Linked DNA regions of Mus musculus: region 1 is linked to region 2. Evidence: chromatin contacts called from public Hi-C data. All regions are on one chromosome and are shown on one strand. Each heading gives the region's core, a stretch centred on a gene start, on an enhancer-like site or on the middle of the called end of the contact. The rest is flanking DNA. Distances are from core to core; before and after follow the strand shown.

Evidence for each region. A called contact is a pair of places that touch in the nucleus more often than the background predicts.
Region 1: a Hi-C map of uterus shows a contact between it and region 2, with 5 times the contacts expected there. The contact joins two enhancer-like sites. A contact is called at or near these places in 2 of 484 Hi-C or Micro-C datasets (both in uterus).

The regions. Positions count from the first base shown.
Region 1 is chr12:34,070,526-34,077,375 of GRCm38.p6, forward strand. The region is part of intron 27 of Hdac9 (histone deacetylase 9); the gene reads right to left. Among named protein-coding and RNA genes, the nearest start is that of Gm40384, 13 kb to the right of the region's middle. Within about 2 kb of position 5,181, at least 77 of the 459 cell types and tissues checked have an H3K27ac peak or open chromatin away from gene starts, as enhancers often do. A contact at or near this core is called in uterus, where this site is marked.
Region 2 is chr12:33,589,288-33,595,494 of GRCm38.p6, forward strand. No RefSeq gene overlaps it. Among named protein-coding and RNA genes, the nearest start is that of Gm23529, 140 kb to the left of the region's middle. Within about 2 kb of position 3,929, at least 24 of the 459 cell types and tissues checked have an H3K27ac peak or open chromatin away from gene starts, as enhancers often do. A contact at or near this core is called in uterus, where this site is marked.

The sequences.
Region 1 (6,850 bases), core at 3,931-6,430, 480 kb after region 2:
GGAAAACCTGGACGAAATGGACAAATTTCTGGACAGATACCAGGTACCAAAGTTGAATCAGGATCAAGTTGACCTTCTAAACAGTCCCATATCCCCTAAAGAAATAGAAGCAGTTATTAATAGTCTCCCAGCCAAAAAAAGCCCAGGACCAGACGGGTTTAGTGCAGAGTTCTATCAGACCTTCAAAGAAGATCTAACTCCAGTTCTGCACAAACTTTTTCACAAGATAGAAGTAGAAGGTATTCTACCCAACTCATTTTATGAAGCCACTATTACTCTGATACCTAAACCACAGAAAGATCCAACAAAGATAGAGAACTTCAGACCAATTTCTCTTATGAACATCGATGCAAAAATTCTTAATAAAATTCTCGCTAACCGAATCCAAGAACACATTAAAGCAATCATCCATCCTGACCAAGTAGGTTTTATTCCAGGGATGCAGGGATGGTTTAATATACGAAAATCCATCAATGTAATCCATTATATAAACAAACTCAAAGACAAAAACCACATGATCATCTCGTTAGATGCAGAAAAAGCATTTGACAAGATCCAACACCCATTCATGATAAAAGTTCTGGAAAGATCAGGAATTCAAGGCCAATACCTAAACATGATAAAAGCAATCTACAGCAAACCAGTAGCCAACATCAAAGTAAATGGAGAGAAGCTGGAAGCAATCCCACTAAAATCAGGGACTAGACAAGGCTGCCCACTTTCTCCCTACCTTTTCAACATAGTACTTGAAGTATTAGCCAGAGCAATTCGACAACAAAAGGAGATCAAGGGGATACAAATTGGAAAAGAGGAAGTCAAAATATCACTTTTTGCAGATGATATGATAGTATATATAAGTGACCCTAAAAATTCCAACAGAGAACTCCTAAACCTGATAAACAGCTTCAGTGAAGTAGCTGGATATAAAATTAACTCAAACAAGTCAATGGCCTTTCTCTACACAAAGAATAAACAGGCTGAGAAAGAAATTAGGGAAACAACACCCTTCTCAATAGCCACAAATAATATAAAATATCTCGGTGTGACTCTAACGAAGGAAGTGAAAGATCTGTATGATAAAAACTTCAAGTCCCTGAAGAAAGAAATTAAAGAAGATCTCAGAAGATGGAAAGATCTCCCATGCTCATGGATTGGCAGGACCAACATTGTAAAAATGGCTATCTTGCCAAAAGCAATCTACAGATTCAATGCAATCCCCATTAAAATTCCAACTCAATTCTTCAACGAATTAGAAGGAGCAATTTGCAAATTCATCTGGAATAACAAAAAACCGAGGATAGCAAAAACTCTTCTCAAGGATAAAAGAACCTCTGGTGGAATCACCATGCCTGACCTAAAGCTTTACTACAGAGCAATTGTGATAAAAACTGCATGGTACTGGTATAGAGACAGACAAGTGGACCAATGGAATAGAATTGAAGACCCAGAAATGAACCCACACACCTATGGTCACTTGATCTTCGACAAGGGAGCCAAAACCATCCAGTGGAAGAAAGACAGCATTTTCAACAATTGGTGCTGGCACAACTGGTTGTTATCATGTAGAAGAATGCGAATCGATCCATACTTATCTCCTTGTACTAAGGTCAAATCTAAGTGGATCAAGGAACTTCACATAAAACCAGAGACACTGAAACTTATAGAGGAGAAAGTGGGGAAAAGCCTTGAAGATATGGGCACAGGGGAAAAATTCCTGAACAGAACAGCAATGGCTTGTGCTGTAAGATCGAGAATTGACAAATGGGACCTAATGAAACTCCAAAGTTTCTGCAAGGCAAAAGACACTGTCTATAAGACAAAAAGACCACCAACAGACTGGGAAAGGATCTTTACCTATCCTAAATCAGATAGGGGACTAATATCCAACATATATAAAGAACTCAAGAAGGTGGACCTCAGAAAATCAAATAACCCCCTTAAAAAATGGGGCTCAGAACTGAACAAAGAATTCTCACCTGAGGAATACCGAATGGCAGAGAAGCACCTGAAAAAATGTTCAACATCCTTAATCATCAGGGAAATGCAAATCAAAACAACCCTGAGATTCCACCTCACACCAGTGAGAATGGCTAAGATCAAAAATTCAGGTGACAGCAGATGCTGGCGAGGATGTGGAGAAAGAGGAACACTCCTCCATTGTTGGTGGGATTGCAGGCTTGTACAACCACTCTGGAAATCAGTCTGGCGGTTCCTCAGAAAATTGGACATAGTACTACCGGAGGATCCAGCAATACCCCTCCTGGGCATATATCCAGAAGAAGCCCCAACTGGTAAGAAGGACACATGCTCCACTATGTTCATAGCAGCCTTATTTATAATAGCCAGAAACTGGAAAGAACCCAGATGCCCCTCAACAGAGGAATGGATACAGAAAATGTGGTACATCTACACAATGGAGTACTACTCAGCTATTAAAAAGAATGAATTTATGAAATTCCTAGCCAAATGGATGGACCTGGAGAGCATCATCCTGAGTGAGGTAACACAATCACAAAGGAACTCACACAATATGTACTCACTGATAAGTGGATACTAGCCCAAAACCTAGGATACCCACGATATAAGATACAATTTCCTAAACACATGAAACTCAAGAAAAATGAAGACTGAAGTGTGGACACTAGGCCCCTCCTTAGAAGTGGGAACAAAACACCCATGGAAGGAGTTACAGAAACAAAGTATGGAGCTGAGATGAAAGGATGGACCAGGTAGAGACTGCCATATCCAGGGATCCACCCCATAATCAGCTTCCAAATGCTGACACCATTGCATACACTAGCAAGATTTTACTGAAAGGACCCAGACGTAGCTGTCTCTTGTGAGACTATGCCGGGGCCTAGCAAACACAGAAGTGGATGCTCACAGTCAGCTAATGGATGGATCACAGGGCTCCCAATGGAGGAGCTAGAGAAAGTACCCAAGGAGCTAAAGGGATCTTCAACCCTATAGGTGGAACAACATTATGAACTAACCAGTACCCCTGAGCTCTTGACTCTAGCTGCATATGTATCAAAAGATGGCCTAGTCGGCCATCACTGGAAAGAGAGGCCCATTGGACACGCAGACTTTGTGTGCCCCGGTACAGGGGAACGCCAGGGCCAAAGGGGGGGAGTGGGTGGGTAGGGGAGTGGGGGTGGGTGGGTAAGGGGGACTTTTGGTATAGCATTGGAAATGTAAATGAGCTAAATCCCTAATAAAAAATGGAAAAAAAAAAAAAAAAAAAACAAAAAAAAAAAAAAAAAAAAAAAAAAAAAAAAAAAAAAAAAAAAAGAATGGATAAAGAAAATGTGGTACATTTATATAATCAAGTATTACTCAGCTGTTAAAATGATGACATCAGGAAATCTGTAGGCAAATGGACAAAACTAGAAAAGATCCTTATGAGTGAGGTGACCCAGACCCAGAAAGACAAACATGGTATGTACTCACTTATAAGAGAAAATTAGCTGTAAGGTAAATGATAATCATGCTACAATCCACAGATCTAGAGAGGCTAAGTAACAAGGACTTTTCAAGTTGGCATGGCATGAATCTCCCTGGGAAGTGGAAATAATAGATTTTGGGGGGCACATAGGGGGTTGATAGGGATGGGACAAGAGTGATCCAGTGGGGGGCTTGGGGGAAGGAGGAGGGAGAGTACTTGAAGAGACAACAGGATTTGGAGCAGTGAAGTGCAGTGGAAACTCCCCAGAACCTACAAAAGTGACCTAGCAAGGCATCGTAGTGCTGTGAGATACAGAGCATTAGCTGACTATCTTCTACAACCAGGCAAGGCTCCCAGAAGTGGGACTGGGACACCAACCCAGCCACAAAAGCTTCAACCTACAAACTGTCCTGCCAGCAAGGTGTCCTGGGGTTATGTTGGCACAGAACTTGTGGCCAACCAATGACTGGTCCAACTTCAGGTCCACACCATGAGAAGTATCCTACTCCTTATACTGCCTCAGATGGCTCAGAGAGCCAGGAGAGAAAGAAACATGGCTGCCAAAAAAAAAAAAAAAAAGTCAATGAAATGATTTCCAATGATATTCAGTATACTTAAAGATCAGTGCCTAGCTCAATTGTCATCAGAGGGGAATCATGCAGCAACTGATGGGAACAGATGCAGAGACCCACAGCCAAACACTATGTAGAGCTCTGGGAACCAACCCTGCTGCCCCCCTCACTCCCCCCCCCCCCCCGAAGAGGGAGGAGGGTGTACTATCAAAGCTAGAGGGGCTAAAGACTTCAGGAGAACAAGACCCACAGAATCAACTAAGCAGGAATCATATGGACTTAATAAAGAGCCAGAAGCAACAAACATGGACCCTGTATGGGTCTGATCTAGGTTCTTGGCACATATTTTATGGTTGTGCGGTTTGGTGTTCTTGCGGGAGTCCTAACAGTGGAAGTTGGGGGTATCAGTATCTGTGACTCATTTGCCTGTGACCCTTTTCTTCCTACTGGGTGTCCTTGACCAGCCTTGGTATGAGTGAGTGTTTATGCCTAGTTTCATTGTAACCTGTTATGCTGTATTCAGTGATATGGATGATATCCCTGGGAGGCCTGATTTTTTTTTTTTTTTTTTTTTTTTAAGAGAAATGAGTAGATTTGGAGGAGAAAGGAGGTGGGGCGAGATACTGGGAGGAATGGAGGAAGGGGAAATGGCAGTCAGGATATAACATATGAGAGGAAAATAGAAAGATCCACTTAGTGCTCTCTCTCTCTCTGTATGTGCAGGGGCTGTAGAAACTACCTCAGAGTATGGATAGCTTTTAGTTAAATCATTTAAAAGCACAGAATAAAGAGGGGATATTAAAAGATATACGAGAGAAAGACCACTTAAAAGTCACTTTTAAAGGCAGTCCTAACAGATCAAGACTTGGTTATTTGACAGAAACATTTAAAACCAGCAAAGCCCTGAAAAGATGTAGCAAGTTCTCAAAGAGCACACATGTCAAGCCACAACATCCCTCCCAGAAAAGCTATCAAACTGAAGGAGAAATAAAATCTAAGTTTTTCAAGTCAGATAATGATGATACAAAGGCTTGAAACTACCTCTTTCATGAGAAAGATAATCAAATGTGGAAAATTAAATGATTTTTCACTGGCACAACAGACTAAATTCAGATAATTGAACATGACTCGCAGCAGCTCAGGCTTTCATGTGAACATCTAGCTTTCACTTTTTGTTTCCAGCTGAAAAAGGAAAATGACTGGGCCAAGAATTTTGGAGTGCCAACATGCTTCTAACACTTAATAGCTGGTCATCCTGAAGTCACTAGGGGCAGACCGACCTTTCCTCTAGGATAAAGTTGAAGGCTGCTTCTAACGTTCTTAAAGTCAAAGCATCAAAACCCAAACAGCTACCAAAGCATAGCACAGATCTTTCAGGCATGTCGTCTTGGCAAACAAGAGAGCTAACACTCAGCACAACCTGCCTCAATCAAGCCGAGCCTTTTATTTTTTTCTTTGACTCCCTCTCATGCACAGGATCTGAGCCTTGTTTTCCACTCTCTACTGACCCGCCCATCATTCCCTTCCCATTTAAGTCCTTGGCCACCTAAAAAGGACACATGACAGCTGTGTATCTGGGAACTATTCCTCGCATGAGCTCCCACTGGCCAGTTTCCCCTAATACTATATTTTTCAAGGCCCATAAGTGTGGTCGTAAAGATGAAATGGGTCACCCCACCCCCATTCAAGAAAATGAACAGAAAATACTTAAAATGGTTCTTAGCCAGGAGCATTTTATCCCTTATTCACTAGTGGTAAATGAGTCAGATATGAGTTGGCCAAGAAAAGGGCCGCCTTACCCAGAATCTGAGTTTGAAATGAGTCATCTCACTCCAAACACCAATATATCGTCCAAAATAACTGGCAAGAATTTCCTATAAAAAGAATTTGCCTTTGCTCTTTTCCATCCATTTAATTCTGATTTTTTTTCTAATTTTTCAATTTCCTGTGTGATCACAATATTGCATTCACAACAAAAGCCCAGGGGCATTTCCTTTATCTTTGCCTGCTGAGCAGGAAGACAATTCTGATAGCAATCCTTGGTCAATCACTCCATCCCCCATCCCACCCCCATCTCTCCATCATCTCTTCCATGAGGGTCATACACAAATTAACTGAAACACACGATCTGGTTCTAGGAGATTTCTTTTCCTGCTCCTTTGTTGAATGAAATACAAAAACATAGAAAATAGTTCAAGTCAAACCATTTTCCCCCTCACAGGAAAAAAAAATTTCACAATTGGTATACTCTGTCTCAAAAGAATAAACAAACATGAAACTGGGCTTCCCCTCTGCCTTCCTGCTCATCAGGACACTGGTACTCCCTGTATGCCATCAGTGGAAGATTAGAGTCACTGTGGACCAAAGCTTGGTTCATTCTTATAGATTATCAGAGCCAAGCACGTGCTTTACCACAGGATAAGCAAATATGCTTGTAGAGGCAACTCCTGCCAATGTGCCAAGGTTTTTATATTGCTTGGGGTTCACAACATCTCATATTATTGTTAATTATTCCAAGCTCTGCAATTTCATGGGCTGAACTACTTATAATTCACTTCACCCAGGGTGGAATTCACCTCATTTTTCTGTATTAAATGGCTTCTAAAGAATAGCTTCGCTCTTTTATAACCAACACTAACAGATGTTAGTTTCCTCAGTTTTATGGCCCTCAGATGACAGACAACTAACTGGTTTTGGCCTTGGGAATAATTGCAACACCTTTGGATTATGAACTTGGTTCAGTTCTTAGCTGGAAACAGCAGGGAGCTAGTTCATAATATCAAAAATGTAAAATACGTTTTCCCTTTCTCCAGATACTGCAAGAGAATGCCTT
Region 2 (6,207 bases), core at 2,679-5,178:
TTATTTTTGAAGCAAGATTTTATTACATAGCATATGCTGGCCCAAAATTTCTGAGGTACCCAATTTTGCCTTCAGCTCACAGTCTTCCTGCCTCAGGCTTCCTTCCCACTGTGGGTTTAGTCTACTTTAGTCTTCACTTTAATGGTTTTTATATACACAGGTCAAGAGTTTGTCTTTTCTAATCACTTTGCAAGGTAATAATACAGAGTTTGGCAGTCTTACCCAACTGTTCTGTTTGCTCTTAAATTCTGTCTAGATCATTCTTTTCTTTGTTATATTTTACTTGATTTTTTTCAACAAAACAAGATTGTCATTTTTTAGTAGTTCACAGAGCCACATTCCATCAGTACCCTCAGCGTTTACCCCATCGGCAATGTCCCTCTGGGTCTCAGTGGGCACTTTTGGTTCTATAGCTTGCTAGATGCACCACTTGCTACTTATAGACCAGAGCTGAAAGCACCATCGTTAGCCCAGGCCTTGATTAGCTTAGTTGTGCAAGTTTCTGAATAGCCTGCCAGTGTATCCTCCAGAGTAGTAAGTACCATGTGGGCACCACCTCCACTACAACCCTGAAATTTTCTCATATTAATAATATTAGAATTGTTAGAATGGCATTTCTTAAAACACTAGTATGTAGCAGTATTAGATTCTGAGACATGGAACCATTAGGAGAATTACATATATTTGTAATGATATATGTAAATACCTGTGAGAAGAAGCTGAAGTGATATGTGTACATCACCTCCCGAGCTAGTTTGTGTACCTGTAAGTTACACCTTATGAATGCTTTTATTTTCATTTTCCTAGGTCTTTAACTCTTTGAAAATACTGTATAAATTGCAAAATTTTCACATTTTTTAAACAATACATTGTTTGGGCGTCTTTGAAAGTGAGCACAACAAACATGCTCTAGGCATGTACACCTGATAAAAGGCTTATTATTACTACCTCAGTAGTGTGTGTACCTCAGTCCACCACGGGAAAGGACATTAAGCAAATGAAACTGAATCAGGAAAAATTAAAGGTGAAGGAGACCAGTGGTATTTAGCTCTTCATGAATGGAGAATTAGATTATAAAATTGCAAAATGTGCTCAAAATTATGACTTGTATTTATATTATATATGTATGCATATTGCATTTACATATTCTATAAAGCTTTAACCTGTTTTAGGCGATTACTAGCATGGCAATGGTTTATTTTATGAGATAAAGCAAAGCTTGTTGGTAAGTAGAGGGAGGACTGACAAAGGGAACTAGGGAGGACAGGAGGAGGGAAGCAAAGGGTCGAAGTGGTCACACTATGATGGAATTTATTATACAGGGTTCTGGAAGCAATGTTCTTGCCCAGAAACCATAGTTAACCTTTTGGGCCCCATTTCCCCACTAGCTTTGTCAAGGTATGACTAACAAAGGACAATTTCATGCATTCGGGCGAATGCTGTTGTGTACCTTGTGTAATTATCACCATAAAGAAATCCCTTCACCTTATCAGGTTATTAGGGATTCAATTACCAGATCTAGCTGGTGGTGTGGGGGTGCTAACATTTAATATTTACTCTCTTAAATTTTGAATTTGTAGTGACTGTATTCTCTATGAAGTTATTTATCCTGCCTAACTGAAACTCTACCCTTTGGCCAACATAGCCCCATGCTCTTCCTCGGCAGTCTTCACTGAGCACCGTTCTCCTGTCTGCTTCTGAGGTTGTGGGACTAAAAGGTGAACTTTTGATTGTTTACTTAAATTATTTAACAGTCTATATAGAAACAAGGTCATGAAACATTTGACTGGATTATTTTATGACGCATAATGTTCCCCAGTTTCATCTCAGTTGTTGAAAATGTCAAAAAGAATTTTTTTTCAAGTTGACTAACATTGCATCATCCCAAAATAGCACATTTCCTTAATCCATTCCATCTGCTGAGGGATCCTTGGATTGGCTCCATATCTTGGCTTATGTGGATAGTTCTGTAGTGAACAGGGATTAGGATGCAGATATCTTTTCAACATACTGATTTCAATTTCCTTGAGGAGCTAGCAGTAAGCAAGATTTCTGGTCGTATGGTAGTTCGGTTACGAGTTCCAGGAGGAACACAGTATGGTCTTCCATAATGGATATTCTAATTTACATTTCTCTCAACGCCACACAAAGACTCCCCTTTCTCCATGTCTTCATTAACACCCATCTAGTGTTCAGATCCTAGATGGCTTAGCAGGCAGGGGTAACCCCTCAGTGTGGTTTTGATCTTCATTTCCTTGATGATTAATGACATGGAGCAGGCTTCATGCATTCGCTAATTTGTTTCTCCTCCTTGGAAGAATGAGAGTCTTTTGTCATTTTAAAAACCAGGCTGTTTGTTTATCACATTACTGAGTTGGGTGAATTTCTGAAATATTTTGGCTTTGAATTTTTTGTCACATACATGGTATATAGGGAATTTTTTCTAGTCCATAGATTGTCTCTTCTGATTTCTAAGCTTTATCATGCAGATTCTTAGATCACTTCAAGCCGTTGGCAGAAACAGCCTATTCTTGTAGCAAAGTGGAGCACTTTTCACAAGTTTGTATTGCAGAGAGGGATTCTAATTAAAAAAAAAAAAAAACCCTCTGTGGCTGCATGTGGACTTTTTAGGATAAAATAGGTTCCTGGAGGACTTAGCTACATCTGTGTTGACCTTGGTAATTGAATCCTTGCTGCTGAGTAATACCCAATGCCCCACGGTGTTGCACTAATTCAGGATCTGCTCAATTAAAAGGACTTTCTTTAATTCCCCGAATAAGCACTTGCAGAATCATGGAGGAGAAACCTAGAAAGTGATGAGATTGATGTGTGGCTGACCCCTCAAAATCCAGCAAAAACATTCAAGTCACCTGCTCTCTGCACTCTTTTACTTTTTTCAGACTGAGGAAGAACAAGGTGTCCAGAAATCTGAGAGACTTTTCCAAAGACCTCTGAAGCTGTGATCGCTAAGGAAGGGGGATGCGTTATTAAAAAACCACAACCGAAGCAATGATTTTTTTTTCCCCTATTCAGAAACAGTACTGAGTTTGCCAGCAGCTAGGCGGGACAGCTTTTTAGGCAAGGCCAGGACTCTCTAAGAACAATCTTTGTTTCTAAACAGAAAGGATTTTGTCTTCTCGAGGCAGGAAACCCAATGCAGAGCTTATGCAGAGATATATTTTCCACCATGTGGCCTGGACAATAAACACGGGTCTTTTGATCTGTGTAGCAATACTGGTGGAGCTGGAGTTCTGAGAGCAGAGAAATGGGAAACAAATCTGCCAGAGGTGAGTCTGTGCCCTGGGGTTCTTTTGCATGGCTAAAGTTCACCAAGGAAAGCCAGGGAGATTTCAAATAAACATGTCTAAAGGGGTCGTAAAAATCTCAACCAGCCTGATAGCTTAAATCCCTAATGTCAAAACACAGAAACGCATGGCCAGCGTCACATGAAACTTCTTTGCCCTCAGGTTTATAAATTAAATCTGCTTCAGACTCCTATTTTTTACAAGGATACGGGTCTAAGTGCCCCTCCTCCCCGCCAGCATCTTCTTCCTGCTCAGAATAACAGCTGATTTATCTTCCTCTTAATGCAGGGGGAGTCATTTTGTGACAAAACAACAAAAGAGAGATACTAACGGCGAATCATTTCTAATTTTCATTAGGTCATAGCTATGTGCCGTTGTCACAATACCCGCCATGGCCTTTCAACCCGCTGCTTTAAAAATCTTATCCTAAAAAAATCTCTACAATCCATTATTGTACGCGCTGCCTTCATTTTCACATCAAAATGCCACGGGGAACAGGGCCGGCTTGAGCTGTGTTGAAACAGAACACGTTATTAGGAAACGTGAGTGGGCTGAAGTGGGGCTCCCCGTGGAGCTGGCTTGGCAGAGTTCGAGTGCCCGGCTCAACCTAATATTAGAATTGAGTCATCAGTTTACCCACACAGCAGGGCCTGCACTTTGTACGGCTCCTTCTGAGCACCTCCGCTCCTGACCAAAGCGTCCAGTTTAGGGTCTATAATTAATAACGGAGCGAAAGGAATCCCTCATTTATTTTGAGAAGCGTTTCATTATTCATAAATTCCTCAGTTACTGTTTGATAAATAATAAGACACAAATAAACTCTACCCTATAGAAAGGTGGGTTGTGTGTTCAGTGTGATTTATCTCCAGGAGTGGCCAGAGGCATTCAGGGGAAAAAAAAAAGTAAGCTTGCTCTTTTTCATCCAATAAGAGAAATGTGACTGTCAGAACTTTCATGGGCTACTGCCCCTGCGTTAAAAGGTTGTTTCAAAGATAAAATTCAGTAACTGTTGTGCATCCATATAGAGTACGTTTGACTCATTGTGACCTTTTAATGGTGCAGATTTTATTAAACATCAGGGTCAAAATACGCTAAAGATTCCTTCCTTGCTTTAAGCACTAACAGACAAGTGCAATTTATTTTTATTTTAGTTCACACACTAAATCTAAGAGATACAGGCACCATTTTAAAAGGAAACTCAAAACCAGTAAATAAGATTTTCATTACAGCTTCAGAATGCCCTGGGGATACAACATCAAACAGTCGGGTCCATACTAGAGCACTCTTCTCAAGAGGATATAGCTCCTTATTTAATAATGGGGGTGAGGGTGAGAGAGGGGGCGGTTCAGCAGTTAAAAGCATGCGCTGACTATTCTTGCAGAGGAACTGAGTTCAGCTCCAGGAACACCGAACAGCTTCCAGCCACCTATAACTCCAGCTGCAGGAATCCACAGACTCTGGCCTCTTCTGTCACCTGTGCTCACTGGTGCACACTTACTCGCATAGATAACTTGCACTTTCTATTATTCTTTGTTTTGTTTTTGTTTTTCCTAATTTTATATTACTTTGTTTTTTTCTAAACAATTAACCATCAAATAATTTTCAGTTTACAATTAATTTCCTGTTTTATTTTTCTTACTGCTCTCAGCTACTCTAGTGTTTCTGTTTGTTGTACTCTCTGAATTGTTTTACCTTTTTTTTTTTTTAATTTAGATGCATGCTTAATTTTCACCTATTTGTTCCCCCCTTAGAAGGATTGAGAGTAAGAACTGCGACAGAAGGCTTTCCAATAGTTTTTATTCCTCGGATACAGCACGTACTAATTTCCTGTGAACTCTGGCACGCTCCTCAACTTATTTTCTGTTTTTCAGTGAAACTGCAAGGGAGTGACTTTTTTTTTTTTTTTTTTTTTTTTTTTTTTTTGGTTTTTCGAGACAGGGTTTCTCTGTATAGCCCTGGCTGTCCTAGAACAGAACTCACTTTGTAGATCAGGCTGGCCTCGAACTCAGAAATCTGCTTGCCTCTGCCTCCCGATTGCTGGGATTAAAGGCATGTGCCACCACACCCAGCCGAGAGTGACTTTTAAAACCACTCTGAAATCACCGAGGGCAGCCTGCTTCCCACAGTTCCACTTTACTCATTTAATGTAAATGAAATGGGGCTCCAAATGCAACCTTCTTAGAATTTGCTATTTCAGGTTTCCAATCTTCTTCACGTTGTCCTTGTGCATTCCTTATTCAAATTTTATTGTAGATTTTTATTCGCTTATCGCTTTTAATTGCATCTTCTTTGCATCGAGTGTTTAGTCGGGTTTGAATATTGACATTTCAATACCTTTTACAGGTTTTGATGTATTGTTTATGATCCTAAATATAATAAAAACGATTCTCCACGAGTAGAAACAAGGATACACACTAATACAGAGAATATATAGGTGACATAGAATATATGCATATATACAACTTAATGCATGTTATATGTAATAGATAACATATCTAATATTATAGATAGTTATAATTTACTCATAGCAATACTCATCAGGGTTTCTTATAAAAAAAAAAACAAAAAAGCAAAAACCCAAGGGTCCTAAACTTAAACATTTTTGTGTTGGATGTCCCTCTCTGTTTTTACTTAAGCTCCTGTTAAAACTAGGGCTGCTTGAATACTGAATGGACGAAACTCTCCTTACCTGTGCCTGGCACATAGGAAGTGGCAAGTACTGCTGAGTAATTCTCTCTTTTGTTTCCAGCACAACTAACCTTTCAACATCCCAAACACCAGAGTTTTAACTCTGCTGAGCTGACATCGACTCTATACTAAATGATTCACCCAAGTCTGTTTATTCTGAAGCTTTATAAGACTTAAATTTCAGTGACATGGAACTTTTAAAATCCTATAATCA